Regions from separate parts of the Sus scrofa genome. Here all the other regions are linked to region 4. Evidence: chromatin contacts called from public Hi-C and promoter capture Hi-C data. All regions are on one chromosome and are shown on one strand. The core of a region is the stretch at or near the end of the contact, and the rest is flanking DNA. Distances in the headings are between cores, read along the strand shown.

Region 1 (3,193 bases), core at 474-2,973, 270 kb after region 4:
CGGTCCAAAGAAATAGCAAAAAGACAAAAAATAAATAAATAAATAAATAAATAAATAAATAAACACTGCTTTAAAATAACCACAGTTCAGTAAGCTGGGGTAGATGTAGCAGTCACTTACTATTTCTAGTACAACTCAATTTTCCCTTCCCCTCTAAAGGAATTTTTGAAGGAAGAGAACTCAGACCTTCCACTCCAGTAACACCAAATAATTTCACATGATCCACAAGCAATGATTTCTGTAAGGTTATAGACATATATTCTATGTATCTTTACATTTCGAAGACTATTCAAAATTGTGTTCATGGTGGACTTTCACAAATGCTTTCATAATAAAATTTAATACTATTACCTAAGATCATAAAAGTGACTCATGGCAGACAAAGATGAACTGTGTTTCTGTATCAATGTGTTTACAAAAAGTTGTGTAAATAAAATCCTATTTCAAAACAGTAAGAGGGGGTAAGGAGGCTGCCATTTATTTAAAAAAAAAAACACACACACACATACAAACAAAACCTCTATAGTTAATCTCTCACAATGTAAGCTGCCCTTTGGGTTTATGTTTTGGAAGTCTGCCTGATCCTAAAAGTTCTTCCTAAGTAAGCCTGGCCATTATAAGGCAAGATGAATAAATTTAGAAAGAAAAATTTACAGCACTTTTTTACACATAGGAAATAAAAGCAGTCTTAGGGCAATTAAATTCCCCTTCCTTTTATTATATTTATCAATAGAAAGCATGCTTAAGTGAAGATTTTATTATGGCCATAAAAGTGATCGATTCCTAGATTAAAAAAAAAAAGCCACGTTAAGTATATTCCACATTTTTGCCCTGTAATTATTTTGAACTACCGTTATTTCTCAAAGAAGAATCGAACCTTCCTCTCCAATAAAAAGTACGAACAAAGTTGTTCCGTAAATCTGGAGGAAGTTGGGGACTGAGGCAGAATTTCTCCATAAAGTCCTGCCTTTATGTCCACCTAGGATACTGACATATCTAATCCCACTGAACAGTCACTGAGCACCAAGGCACTGAGTAGCTGGAGCTAAATAAAGTTTTAAAGAATAAGGAAAACAAAAAACCAGCTGAGAGCCCATAAACAGGAGAAACTTTAAGCAAGGTCAGGGAATCTGCGGGCTGGAAGATCCAAAACTAGACAACCTCCCGGGCTTCCAGAAAGAAATAAATGAAAGCCCGAGGGGAAGACCAGGTCATTCAGGTGGTCAGTAGCGGAGGTGAGGCTAAAACCCTCGGGTCCGGGCCCCTACGACGCTACCTGATCGCCGGACCCAGCGAAAGCAGACCATGATTAGAGCCGCCGCCCAGGTGCGGCGCTTGCAGGGAGGCACCCGCGGCTGCTCCCGCCCGTCAGCTCCGCACTCACAAGGCAGAGGCGGTGCCAGGAGGCCCGGGAGAAGCGGCGGGCGAGGCGGGAACAGACGCTCGGCGCATGAGGGAGAGGGAGTGCCCCGAGTTGAGGCTGGGAAGGGGATGAGAGGTGTGGAGGGAAGGGGCATCCAGAAGCGGAGAAAGGGGCCTAGCTCTCACCCTTGTCGCACGCCAGCAAGAAAAGCTTCTCATTCAAGGTGTTCTCCTCCTTCACCTCCCGCACATCCTTCAGCGCCATCACCTCGTTCGGCGACGAAGAGGAGGATGGGGAGGAAGGCAGGGAGGAGGAGGAGGCGCCCGAGAAATCCGTGCTCGGGTACAGGGCCGCCATCATCGCTGCCCATGAAGGGGGCAGGCCAGGAGACGGGGGCGGGGCCCCCACCAGCCCCGACCCCGACCCCAGCCCCGCCCCCGGGCTGGAAAAGGGATGAGTCGTTCCCACGGCCGCCTCGGCGCGCGGCCCGTTGGCCTCAAAGGCCGTCGCCTCCCCACGGAACCAGCACTCGCCCTCCACTGACAACCCTAGGTTGGTGGCGGCGCATGCGCGGCCCCGGGGCCAGCGCCCCCTCCCCAGCCGCCGGCGCCCGGGCCGAGCCGGTCCGCGCCCGTCCGGGGACGACAGAGTGGCGCGCGCCAGGGCGGCAGCCGAGCGCGGGGCCGTGCCAGGAGTCGCAGGGGCCGCGCGAGGGGCGGCCCAGCCCGAGAGGAGGACGAAAATCGGTGGGAGAGGGGTTCCAAAAGGCGATTCTGCACCCGCTGGGCTCCAGGGCTGTGGGAACCGCCGGCTGCGCCCAGAGGAGATATTCGCGGCTCTCCTCACGTCATCTTCCGCTCCGTGAAAGCGACGAAAACGGGACGGGCTCGGTAGTAGGCGGGGCCTGAGGTTGAGGCGGGGTCTACGGACGCTCCGCCCTCTACTGGCTAGCTAGCGGGCCGCCCCCTGGAAGGCTTCCAGCGGACGAGAGAAAGGGGGTCGGCAGGTGTGCGTCCCCTCAGGTTGCAGGTTTGAGGTAATTTCCCCGTGGTCTCCGGCTGTAAAATGCAGGGAGGTGGTTTACCGAGGTTCTGACGACTTAACGCCCCCGTGGAATTGTCCATTTTGTCCATATTTCTTTGTCCTTTGCATAAAGCAGAAAGGACAGATCCCTCGCCACACTGCCAGGCTAGCTGCCCTCGTTACTAAAACTATTTTTAAAAAACTCATTTGTGATAGAAAATTGGCATAACGTTTCTGGTGTCATAATTTCTTTGCATGTAACTATTGAATAAGCTCATCATTGGGATCGGCTCTACGTCATAGCCCTTCCAGTAGTTTCTTGTTAATCTTAGCATTTATAAATCAGATTTTAGAAGATGAATGTTATTTAAGCCAAAACTAACTGAAGTGCAGTAAGTGTTACTTCAGTATTTTTTTAAGTCAAGCTTATAGTTAAAGCAGGTTCTTGCACCTTCAAAAGCTGGGGGAGGGGGACTGGAAATTATATTTCAAATAATTTTTATTGCTTTCCAACTATGTACAAATTTAAATTGTCCCCTTAGTGCTTGGGTTTTTAAGGCAATACATAAATTTACTTCTGAGTATGGTATATTTGAAAGAAATACTTCCTGTTCTGTTCAGGTTGATTTTTTTCCGTCCCTGTCCCTGCAGACTTCCAAGTTTCCTATATATACCTTACTGATCAGAGTCCTCTTTTCATCTTCTCTAAGAGGCCTTCGGTAGACAAGATTGTCCACCTTTCCAAACATTTCCATGTGTTTACTTCAGAATACTTATCTATTAAATCATTATAGCTTTTCTTTCTTT
Region 2 (3,323 bases), core at 779-3,278, 400 kb after region 4:
AAGGAGGGAGGTTTCAAGACCAGCAATTTGTCAGGTGGGGCTTGAATGAGAGGCTACTCTTTGAAAGGAGTTTACAAGGTACTAGCAAGCTTAGTAGCAGGAATAACTAATTTTCTTTTCTTTTTTGTCTTTTTAGGGCTGCACCCGTGGCATATGGAGGTTCCCAGGCTAGGGATGGAATCAGAGCTGTAGCCACCGGCCTACGCCAGAGCCACAGCAACGCGGAATCTGAGTCGCGTCCGAGACCTACACTACCACTCACGGCAACACTGGATCCTTAACCCACCGTGCGAGGCCAGGGATCAAACCTGCAACCTCATGGATCCTAGTAGGATCCATTAACCACTGAGCCACAATGGGAACTCCCAGGAACAACTAATTTTCTGCTTAAGCTAGACTACAAAGTACAAGGAAACAGAAGAGAAAAAGAAAGTGCAATAATCTAACCAAATTCTGAGAAGAGTATCAGCAGGGGGATGGTAAAAAAGAGCCCTGAAAATCAGAAAACCTGGATCGCAGGCCCAGCTTTACCAAGAAGGGGCTCCAGCGGCCACAGCAAGTCATTTAACCTTGCTGGTTTCGTTTTTCTCATTTGTAAACTGAAGCAGTTGAACTGGCTGACCTCGAAGGTCTCCACAGCCCCAAACTAAACCAACTGTATATTATTTCTGCCATTGAAACATTCATCATGGGGGGGATAGAAGAAAAGGCAGGTATCTGTATTCCCTTTCCATATAGGTTTCTCCTCTTGAACTAACAATTTCTTTTTCCTAAGCTTATTCTTTGTACATGTCTCTCGCATCATAAATCGAACACTTAAAGAATGTTCATAGATAATCAACAAGGACCTACGGTATAGTACTACTCAATATTCTGTAATAACTTCTAAGGGAAAGAATCTGGAAAAAAATATATATATATATACACACACACACACACAACTAAATCACCTTGCTGTACACCTGAAACTAACCCAACACAGTAAATCAATAAAAAAAAAAAAAAAAAGAATGTGCCCTTAAATTTTGTTTCTGGCTTACAGGTTATCCAAGAAATTTGTACTTCACAGCCTTTACCTTGTACATTGTACAAGTGTATCCAATACCTCAGCCCCAGGGTAAAATCTCTCTGTGTGGCCACAAAAGATGACAGGGTAAAGAAAGAGGAGAGAAATGAGAACTGTACTCATTTAAAAGACAACTTCCTTTTAACAGCACCAAACGATACCTGAAGTAACAGTAACGTAGAAAAATGAGGGAGAAAAAAATTTTAAACTTCGCAAAGTCTCTACTTAAAAACGCAGCTGAAATGCAGAAAGTTTTTGGCACTGAAACGCGCTGAAAGTTGGCATTCTTACACCACATCCAAAGGCCCCCCTGCTCCAGGAAAGGCACCAAAACCGAAAACCACTGATGCGATGTCACATCCAGTCTTATTGATCCTATGCACCAAAAGGCCAAAGGCAAATAAACCAGTCACAGAATTCAAGGGAAACAGGCTGGATCTTTGAAACCCTCACCAGCGGCCACCCAAGTTTAAAAGAGAGGAAAACAGTTAAGTTTACAAAATGCCCAAGTTCATGCACAGAATCATAATGCAGTTATCGGGCTTACTGTGTAAGCATAAATACACGATGTAACACCTGCCCCACTACGAGCTGCCCGGACGGGGCAGGAGCACGCCCGCCGACCTCCCGGCGCCGCACCGCACAGCGAGCACACGGATCGCCGCTCCAACTAAAGAAACCCGGAGAGATTCCCTGGAGCTGCTACACGCCAGGAAGGAAGTAAAGCTTTATTTCCTGCCTATCAGTCCAGCGTTCCTCTCGGACCCCTCCGCCGCACCCTATACCTGCCACAGCCGTCTGGCCCTCCAGCCTGCTGCTCGCACTCGCGATCCACGCACCGGCAGGTTCGCTCTGCGGCTATCTGGCCGCGTCCGCCTGGCGGCCGCGCTCGCACCACTACGCATGCCTGGCCGGCACCCGGGTCAGCAAACTCTGAATCCACTTGCCGGGTTTTAGCTGCGACTCCCTAGGGAAAGACAAGAGGCCAAGAGCTGAAGTTGGAGTTGCAGGTGCTGGGAGAGGAGGTGGGGGGAGGTGGATAGGTGCTGGGGCAACCTTATCCCTATTGCCCACAGCTATACAGGACGGACCCTCCTCCAAGCCTAAGGATGACCATCTACACAATTGGAAGGAACTTAGCACAGTGGTTCTCAAACTTGAGTGTGGAGCAGAATCACCTGGAGGGCTTGTTGGAACCAGATCCAACACTCAAGAGTTCAGATTCAAGTAGATCTAGGATGAGGCCCAACCAGTTGCATTCTAACATTTTCTAACTGAGGCTACCACATACTGTGAACCTCTGGTCAAGAGAAAAGATACAGATAGATATAGAAAGATGGATGGGAGTTCCCTTCGTGGCGCAGTGGTTAAGGAATCCGACTAGCAACCATGAGGTTGCGGGTTCGGTCCCTGCCCTTGCTCAGTGGGTTAATGATCCGGCGTTGCCGTGGGCTGTGGTGTAGGTTGCAGAAGCGGCTCGATCCCGAGTTGCTGTGGCTCTGGCATAGGCTGGCAGCTACAGCTCCGATTAGACCCCTAGCCTGGGAAACTCCATATGCCGTGGGAGCGGCCCAAGAAATAGCAAAAAGACAAAAAAAAAGAAAGATGGATGGACAGACAGATATGGTATTGAAAAACTTATAGTATTAAAAAATAAAGTTTTCTATCCCCTCCCCCCTTTGGGGGGCATTTCACATAACATTTCCTCTTCATTGAACAGCCACACCTGCTTAAAAAATAAATAACCTCAGCTCACAAGCAAACAAAGATAGGATAGCATGTGAGTCAAGCAAATGGAATGCAACCACAAGAGTTCTCACGTATTTTGCCTGTAGTATAACCTGTAGTTGTGGTCTCTCCGGCTCTGTCCAGGCAACAGGAGGGTCCCTATTTTGTTGCCTCTTTAACTTAGAGTCCTGTGTGGCCCCTTAGTGCTCAGCACAGTATTGGATGCAAAATAGGTACCCAAGAAATTCTGAGATGGTATCAGAATGGCTAGGGAGAGATGAAGAAGAATGTTGAAATTATTTTAGGAACACAAAGGAGTTGATACGTAATTAAATATGGAATTAGGTGGGCTAAAGCTGAGGAGGATAAGGATTTCTCCCTGCCTTCCATTTAGAGAAATTAGTGGATTTAGTTTTGTTTTTTGTTTTTGTTTGTCTTTTTTTCTAGCACCACACCTGCGGCATATGGAGTTTCCCAGGCTAGGGGTCTAATCGGTGCTGTAGCCGCTGGCCTATGCCAGAGCCACAGC
Region 3 (3,123 bases), core at 468-2,967, 410 kb after region 4:
CACTGCTTCAGTCAACCGTCTTTCTTTCCCTGGTGCTCTAACACCCACTATAGCATTCTGGTATTTAACAAATAATTACTACATACCAACTATATCCCAAGCACTCTTTTAGGTCCCAGGTATCTAAGCAAAATCCCGCTCTCAAGGAGCTTATATTCTAATTGGAAGAGACAGTCAAAAAAATAGTATTTAATATATAACTTGATTCTATGTGCTATGAAGGAAAATAAAGCAAGGATGGAGGGGGAGAGAGTATGAGTGCAAGTGTGCTAGTCCATATGAGGCTTTCTGGTGACATTTCAGCAAACATCTGAAGAGAAGTGATGAAAGAAGGGTATTTAAGAGGGATATTTAAGGTCAAGGCAGAGGGTTTAGCAAACGCGAAATCCCTGAGACAGGAGCCTATTTGGCTGTCACTCCGCTTCTTTTTTTTTTTTTTTTTGTCTTTTTAGGGCCACATCCAGGGCATATGGAGGTTCCCAGCCTAGGGGTCAAGTCAGACCTCCATATGCTGCTGGCCTCCACCACAGCTAGGTCAGATCCAAGAGGCGTATGCCATCTACACCTCAGCTTGCGCCAACACGGGATTCTTAACCCACTGAGTGAAGCCAGGGATTCTTAACCCACTGGGTGCTCATGGACACTAGCAGGGTTTGCTACCCCTGAGCCACAACAGAAACTCCCTCCTTTTTTTTTTTTTTTCTTAAGATACTGTGTAACAATTATTCTCCTGTGTTAGGGAACAAAGGTAAATACACTGCCTGGCCTTGCCTGATTAAACATAACTTTGACATGTTAACAGCCTCTTATGATGACCATTTTTCGTATAAAAAAAACTAGGTTGAGCTACAAAATGTCTACAGCCAAAATCCACTGATTTACTTAAAAATTAAATCACAGGTAATAGACGCCAAAGGTAAAGGTGACATAAATACACACAATACTGTCGCTCACTTGATGAGCCACAAATAAACACAATTTAACCCTCTTCTTAAATATTAAAGGTTGATAAGTTCCCGCTGTGGCACAATGGGTTGAGAATCCGAATGCAGTAGCTCCGGTCACTATGGAGGCGAGAGTTCAGTCACCAGCCTGCCACAGAGGGTTAAAGGATCCAACGATGCTGCAGCTGCGTTCGGATCTGACCCCTGGTTAGGGGACTTCCGTCTGTCGCGGTTGCGGCCATACCAAAAAAAAAAAAAAAAAAAAAAAAAGAAAAGAAAGGAAAAAACTTGAGAGTATCCTCAAGGAAACCTAATGCAGACTTCAATTTGAGGGGAAAAAATATCCGCTGGGACAAGGAGGAGCCCACCTTTTGCGCCATACCTCTCAGACACCCGTCAAGAGAACAGTAAGAAAATGAAGAACCTGGGGGCGTCTTTGGGGAGACCTGGATCTGATCTTGGGGCTCTAGATGCTGAATTGTCTCATTTTTCACATTTGTCATGAGAGGGATTCTGGGCTAGTGCCCGCCACGCCCCTTTCCTCCCAGGACCCGGGGTCTGGGTTCTCTGAGCCTCCCAAGCTTGGGAGTGACAGAGCAGAGCAACTAAAAACCAAAACTCTCACGATTTTTGCCTGGCCACTTACCAAGCTGCCTATCTCAGAGCGAACCCAACTGGGGAAACTTGACCCTCCGCCGCGCCGCGTCCCTTGCCCCGCCCACTCTCCCCACCCACTTCGGCCTCCCGGCCTCCCCCGGGTCCTACGCAGAAAAGAACTAGGACCTGGCGAGCGGGCCCGCACGGCTTCCGGGAGGAGTTTTGGGCCCCGCGAGGCACCGTCGGGCGCCGCGCTTTCTCATCGGAGGTGGCTGTGGAGACGCCAGGAGCCCGCCTGGGTGTAGTTGACCGGTGGTGCACGTCCTCAGCATGGGCGAGCATGGTCTGGAGTTGGCGTCTATGATCCCGGCCCTGCGGGAGCTGGGCAGGTAGGGCCAGGCCGGCATCTCACGTGCTCTCCCTCCCCAGCCGCGCGCGTCCTAGTTCCGATCCCCTCAACCCGGGCCCTTGTGGAGACACTCCGTGGCTGATTAGAGCGCTTCTCCTACAGAGAGGCGGTTAAAAGGACTGGGGGCTTCGCCGCAGACCCGCCAGATGCGGGTCCGAGGGGAGGGCCGTCTGCAGGTCCCACTTTACCTCAGCGGCGCCCTGAAGCTCCTCCCCCACCAGCACCCCCAGGGGATTGCCTCTGCGGCGGGAAAGAAGGGTCCCGCCGGATGGTAACTTTCTGATCACTTCCCTACACTCACTGCTTTGCTTCTCAAAAGCCTCTTTCCTTGATGGAGTACTTGACCTGTGGATTTGTCTCAGTTTCTGTTGTCTTCTATGTTTTGACCCCAAACTGCCCTCGGATGAAAAGTCATTTGTTCAGATTTTATGCAAGGAAGGCCAGTTGCTCGAAAAAGCAGTTTGTGTCTTTCTTAGAAGTGAAACCATAGGCCATTCTGGAGATGGGACCCTTTTCATGTTGATCATCCAGTCCCCAATTCGTTAGTTCAATCAGAAATCCCAGGAATCGACCACAACGTCTGCAAAATATAAATGTGCAAGAATGAAGCCAAAATTTGAAGATAATTTAATGTTCCATTTGCATAGCTTTTTTTTTTTTTTTCCCCTGTAAACCTGAGAATAGAATCATGTAAACCAGTTTCCTGCCGCAACAGAAGGGAGAGATGTTGATGTCTGCTGTCCTTCAACACACCTACAACCTTTCCTCAACCAGGCCTAGGCAGGGTGTTTGTTCAATTTTTTTTTTTTTTTTTTTGGTAACCTACTGTGAATAGAAAAGTGGGCTTGTACCACTACTGCATTTGAACTGTCAATTGGAATAGTTGCTTTCCAATTTCTTAAATTGTTTGAAAACTTAGCACACAGCCACAACTGATTTTAAGCCCATGGGATATTTAATTTCCTTTCTTTGTGCAGTGCAGTTGTGTCCCTCTCCACTTGTTAGCCATACCAAGACACTGACATTTAGTCTTCCTCAGTTACATACATAAGAGGTTATAAATAACAGCACCATGCTTGTCTTAACTGAATCATCCTCTTTTTGTGTGTATGATTTTTTCCCCCTTGGCATGAGTGTTGCAATCATACTTGGGTAAACATTTTGTAAAGTAAC
Region 4 (3,073 bases), core at 165-2,664:
CCCAACTACTCCCCTCCTCATCAAGGGGAAATTAAGTGGGGAGAGGAGAAACAAGGAGTAAACGCAGAACGTAAAGCAGCCAATACTGGCCTTCTATCATAGCCTCCACACAACTAAAGGATTTCTGGTAAATCCATTACTAATTACGAACTAATTATAGACGTCATGCACCAAATGGCATAAAGATTATGATTAGAAACTGAGAAAGCAAGTATATAATAGGTTATATTTCCCAAAACAAACTGCACACACAGAACTAGCCCCGTCTACAGTAAACTTAACTTCCTAGTAACCGACTTGCAATTCATACACACTCTTTAAGATGTGTATTACACAATTTCTTACATCAGCATAGAAAAGCTTAACAACTACTTTGGGCACTATCTACTACTTTTAATATCGTTTTGAAAAAGAAACTCAAAGCAAAAACGATTAAATGACCCGTCCAAGATGGCAACTGGTGCCAGATGCTAATCACAACCTAAAGCTAAACTACTCCCACAGCTCAGTGGTTTCACAATACTTGCACACGATTCCCTGTACACTCAAAAGCAACTTATGAAAGTTCTCCTTTCGGGAGGTGATGAGGACCCCGAGTCCTCGAAAATGAGCCCTCCAAAGAAGCGTTCATTTCATACTTCCCCTTAAGGGAGGTAAGACCACGTGTAGAGCGTAGCATTAACCTTGGTGATGCAGCACCGCAAAGGAGAACTGCTCCCGCCTCTGCATTTCCCACCCCGCGTCCCTCCACTATAGGGCCTCCCCTCACAATCTGCAGCCCTAGAGATTATTTATTCCCTGCAGGACGTGAGGGAAATTGAAGGAGGCCAGAAGCGTACGAGATCCAAACCCCAAAGAACCGAGGAAAGAGAAGTAGACCTTAAGTACCGGGAAGTGATTCCCGCCTCTCCTAGACTCTGTCCCGGAGCTTCAGAGCGCAACAAGCTGAAATACAGAGGCGCGTTTTCCTGGCGTCAGACCTCAGTGTAAATCCCTGACTTCACCCCAGTGGTAAGCGCGGGGCGAACTACTCATGCCACCTGCCCCGGGCCCGCCAGCCTCGAGCCGAATCCAGGCTGGGACCGAGGGGAGATACCAGGCCTCTCAACCTGCGCACCACGGTGCGTCTGCGCCCCGGCCTACCGTCGCGACCGGAACGCGGACTTCCACCCCAATCTCCTCCCGCTGGCCAGAAGTGTCTGTAGTCTCCAGACGACAGTGATAGACTCAATGACTCACGAAGTCCTTTAAGAAATTACCTTTGAACTGGCCTTCTGAGAGCCGCCTGGCGTTTTGTCCGCCATCTTGAGCTTTGCCCCTCCTTCGGCGGCGGCAGCAGCAGCACGGGCGAGTCGAACGCCGAAAGACTGGATCTCAACACAGCCCGCCAGAGGCGCCTGCAAGGCTGAATAGTCGATTGCCGACTATTCAAGGGGAAGTGGCCACGTGACTTCCGGTGTCGGTCTTCTTTTTTTTTTTTTTTTTCCAGCCCTGCCCACTCTGCTGAATATCTGTGGGCGTCTCCCTGGCGGGTTGCTTTCTCCGCCGGAGAATTTAGGGAATCTTGTCCAGGCTTTCAGGGCTGGTTGGAATGCACCCTTTTCTCAGTGCCAGCCCTTGATAGGCGCGAACTAGTTGCACTTGCTGGATGAGTTAGGGAAAGCCTTCTTAAAGAAGAAATGCATGGGTCAGCCGGGAGGAGTTTTTACTTCGACTCAAGTAAACCTGGAGCCAACAGGAGAGTGGGCTGAGGTATGGTGCTCCATGGACAAAGATGGTGTTCCCGCCACCTCTGGCTCTCATCCCCTAGGGGGAAAGGCAAACTTGCGGTCTGTTCAAGTTACTTTAAAATGCAGTGGTGCCGAGAAGCAGAGCAGGGCAGCTTTTGACCCAAGCTGAGATTCCAGCAGTGGGGTTGTTGGATAGTCTGTTTAAGGCGTCTGCAAAATGGGTGCGTGGAGAGAAAGGATGCATGAGAGAAAAATCATAAGCAGACGATAGTCTAAATCTAGCATTCATATAAGTTATTATTTAAAATTTTTTTTATTTCGGAGTAGATTTACAATGTTGTGTTTTGGGTGTACAGCAAAGTGGATTCAGTTACATATATACAGTTGTGTGTCATTTAAGAGACTTATAGGAGTTCCCATCGTGGCTCAGGGGTAACTAACCTGGCTGGGATCCATGAGGAAGCAGGTTTCATCCCTGGCCTCACTCAGTGGGTTAAGGATCCATCCTTGTGGTGAGCTGTGGTGTAGATTGCAGATGCAGCTCAGATCTTGCATTGCTGTGACTGTGGCTTAGACCAGCAGCTGTAGCTCAGATTCTGCCTCTAGCCTGGGAATGTCCATATGCCACACCTGTGGCCCTAAAACAAAAAAAAAAAAAAACAAGATAAAAGAGTTACATTTTACAGTTTGGTATTGCTTTCATTTTTAATCACAAATAGAGGAGAGTAACCATACTTCAGTGCTCTTTTCTTTCTTTTTTCTTTCTTTCTTTCCTTCTTTAATAGGATCTGTATTCAAAGAAGGAAAGCTTGCTTGAGGAGGTCATTCCTGAGCCAAACCAGGCAAAGAAAATGGAAAGAGCTTTCCAGGCAAAGGAAGTACTTGAAACAAAATCCGATGGCATGAATCAATATAGCCCAACTGTGCAGTCACAGTAAGCAGTCACGTTGTATTAGACCAGGTGTAGGGCTGGAGAGGTGGATGGAAGCAAGCTCACACAGGGCCCTGAGGTAACCACTGTGCTTGGGGAGTTAGAATTCTATTCTGAGGGCAAAGAGTAGCCTTCAACAGAATTAAGTAGGGCTGTGATGTCCAATTTTAAGCTTTAAAAGATTGAGCACTAGAGGAAGAAGAAGGGTTCATGACCAACTCCTGAAGTCATTTATTCAAAGTATTTTTGAGTCCCGCTTGGTATATAAAAGCCTACATGGAGTATTGAAAGGCTTACAGAGGCAAAAACACGGTGTCTTCATATGATTTAAGACTAACAGGAATGGGGGAAAGAAATGAGGAAAAGCAAACTAACACTGGAGAATTCAACTGATGCTTCAAGGAAGGATCAC

The links. Promoter capture Hi-C pulls out the DNA fragments that hold promoters and counts their contacts. A called contact is a pair of places that touch in the nucleus more often than the background predicts.
Region 1: a contact with region 4 is called in a promoter capture Hi-C map of liver, with 4 times the contacts expected there. The contact joins the promoter of TRPC1 here to the promoter of U2SURP in region 4. A contact is called at or near these places in 1 of 5 promoter capture datasets (liver), 1 of 47 Hi-C or Micro-C datasets (heart right ventricle) and 1 of 2 datasets of contacts at active chromatin or transcription factors (alveolar macrophages).
Region 2: a contact with region 4 is called in a Hi-C map of liver, with 4 times the contacts expected there. The contact joins the promoter of PLS1 here to the promoter of U2SURP in region 4. A contact is called at or near these places in 1 of 5 promoter capture datasets (skeletal muscle), 26 of 47 Hi-C or Micro-C datasets (adipocytes, adipose tissue, alveolar macrophages and 17 more) and 2 of 2 datasets of contacts at active chromatin or transcription factors (alveolar macrophages and skeletal muscle).
Region 3: a contact with region 4 is called in a promoter capture Hi-C map of liver, with 16 times the contacts expected there. The contact joins the promoter of ATR here to the promoter of U2SURP in region 4. A contact is called at or near these places in 4 of 5 promoter capture datasets (fetal liver, fetal skeletal muscle and liver), 26 of 47 Hi-C or Micro-C datasets (adipose tissue, alveolar macrophages, blood and 16 more) and 2 of 2 datasets of contacts at active chromatin or transcription factors (alveolar macrophages and skeletal muscle).

The regions. Positions count from the first base shown.
Region 1 is chr13:83,435,403-83,438,595 of Sscrofa11.1, reverse strand. It overlaps TRPC1 (transient receptor potential cation channel subfamily C member 1), which reads right to left and starts at 1,723. Exons shown (of 12, transcript NM_001145751.1): 1 at 1,549-1,723. The coding sequence starts at 1,723.
Region 2 is chr13:83,306,397-83,309,719 of Sscrofa11.1, reverse strand. PLS1 (plastin-1) reads right to left here and starts at 2,028. Exons shown (of 16, transcript XM_021069572.1): 1 at 1,852-2,028.
Region 3 is chr13:83,288,580-83,291,702 of Sscrofa11.1, reverse strand. ATR (serine/threonine-protein kinase ATR) reads left to right here and starts at 1,717. Exons shown (of 47, transcript XM_021069571.1): 1 at 1,717-1,930. The coding sequence starts at 1,872. It overlaps LOC110256309 (a long non-coding RNA gene), which reads right to left and starts at 1,686. Exons shown (of 2, transcript XR_002337705.1): 1 at 1,591-1,686; 2 at 688-1,167.
Region 4 is chr13:83,702,842-83,705,914 of Sscrofa11.1, reverse strand. It overlaps U2SURP (U2 snRNP-associated SURP motif-containing protein), which reads right to left and starts at 1,414. Exons shown (of 28, transcript XM_013982108.2): 1 at 1,260-1,414. The coding sequence starts at 1,304.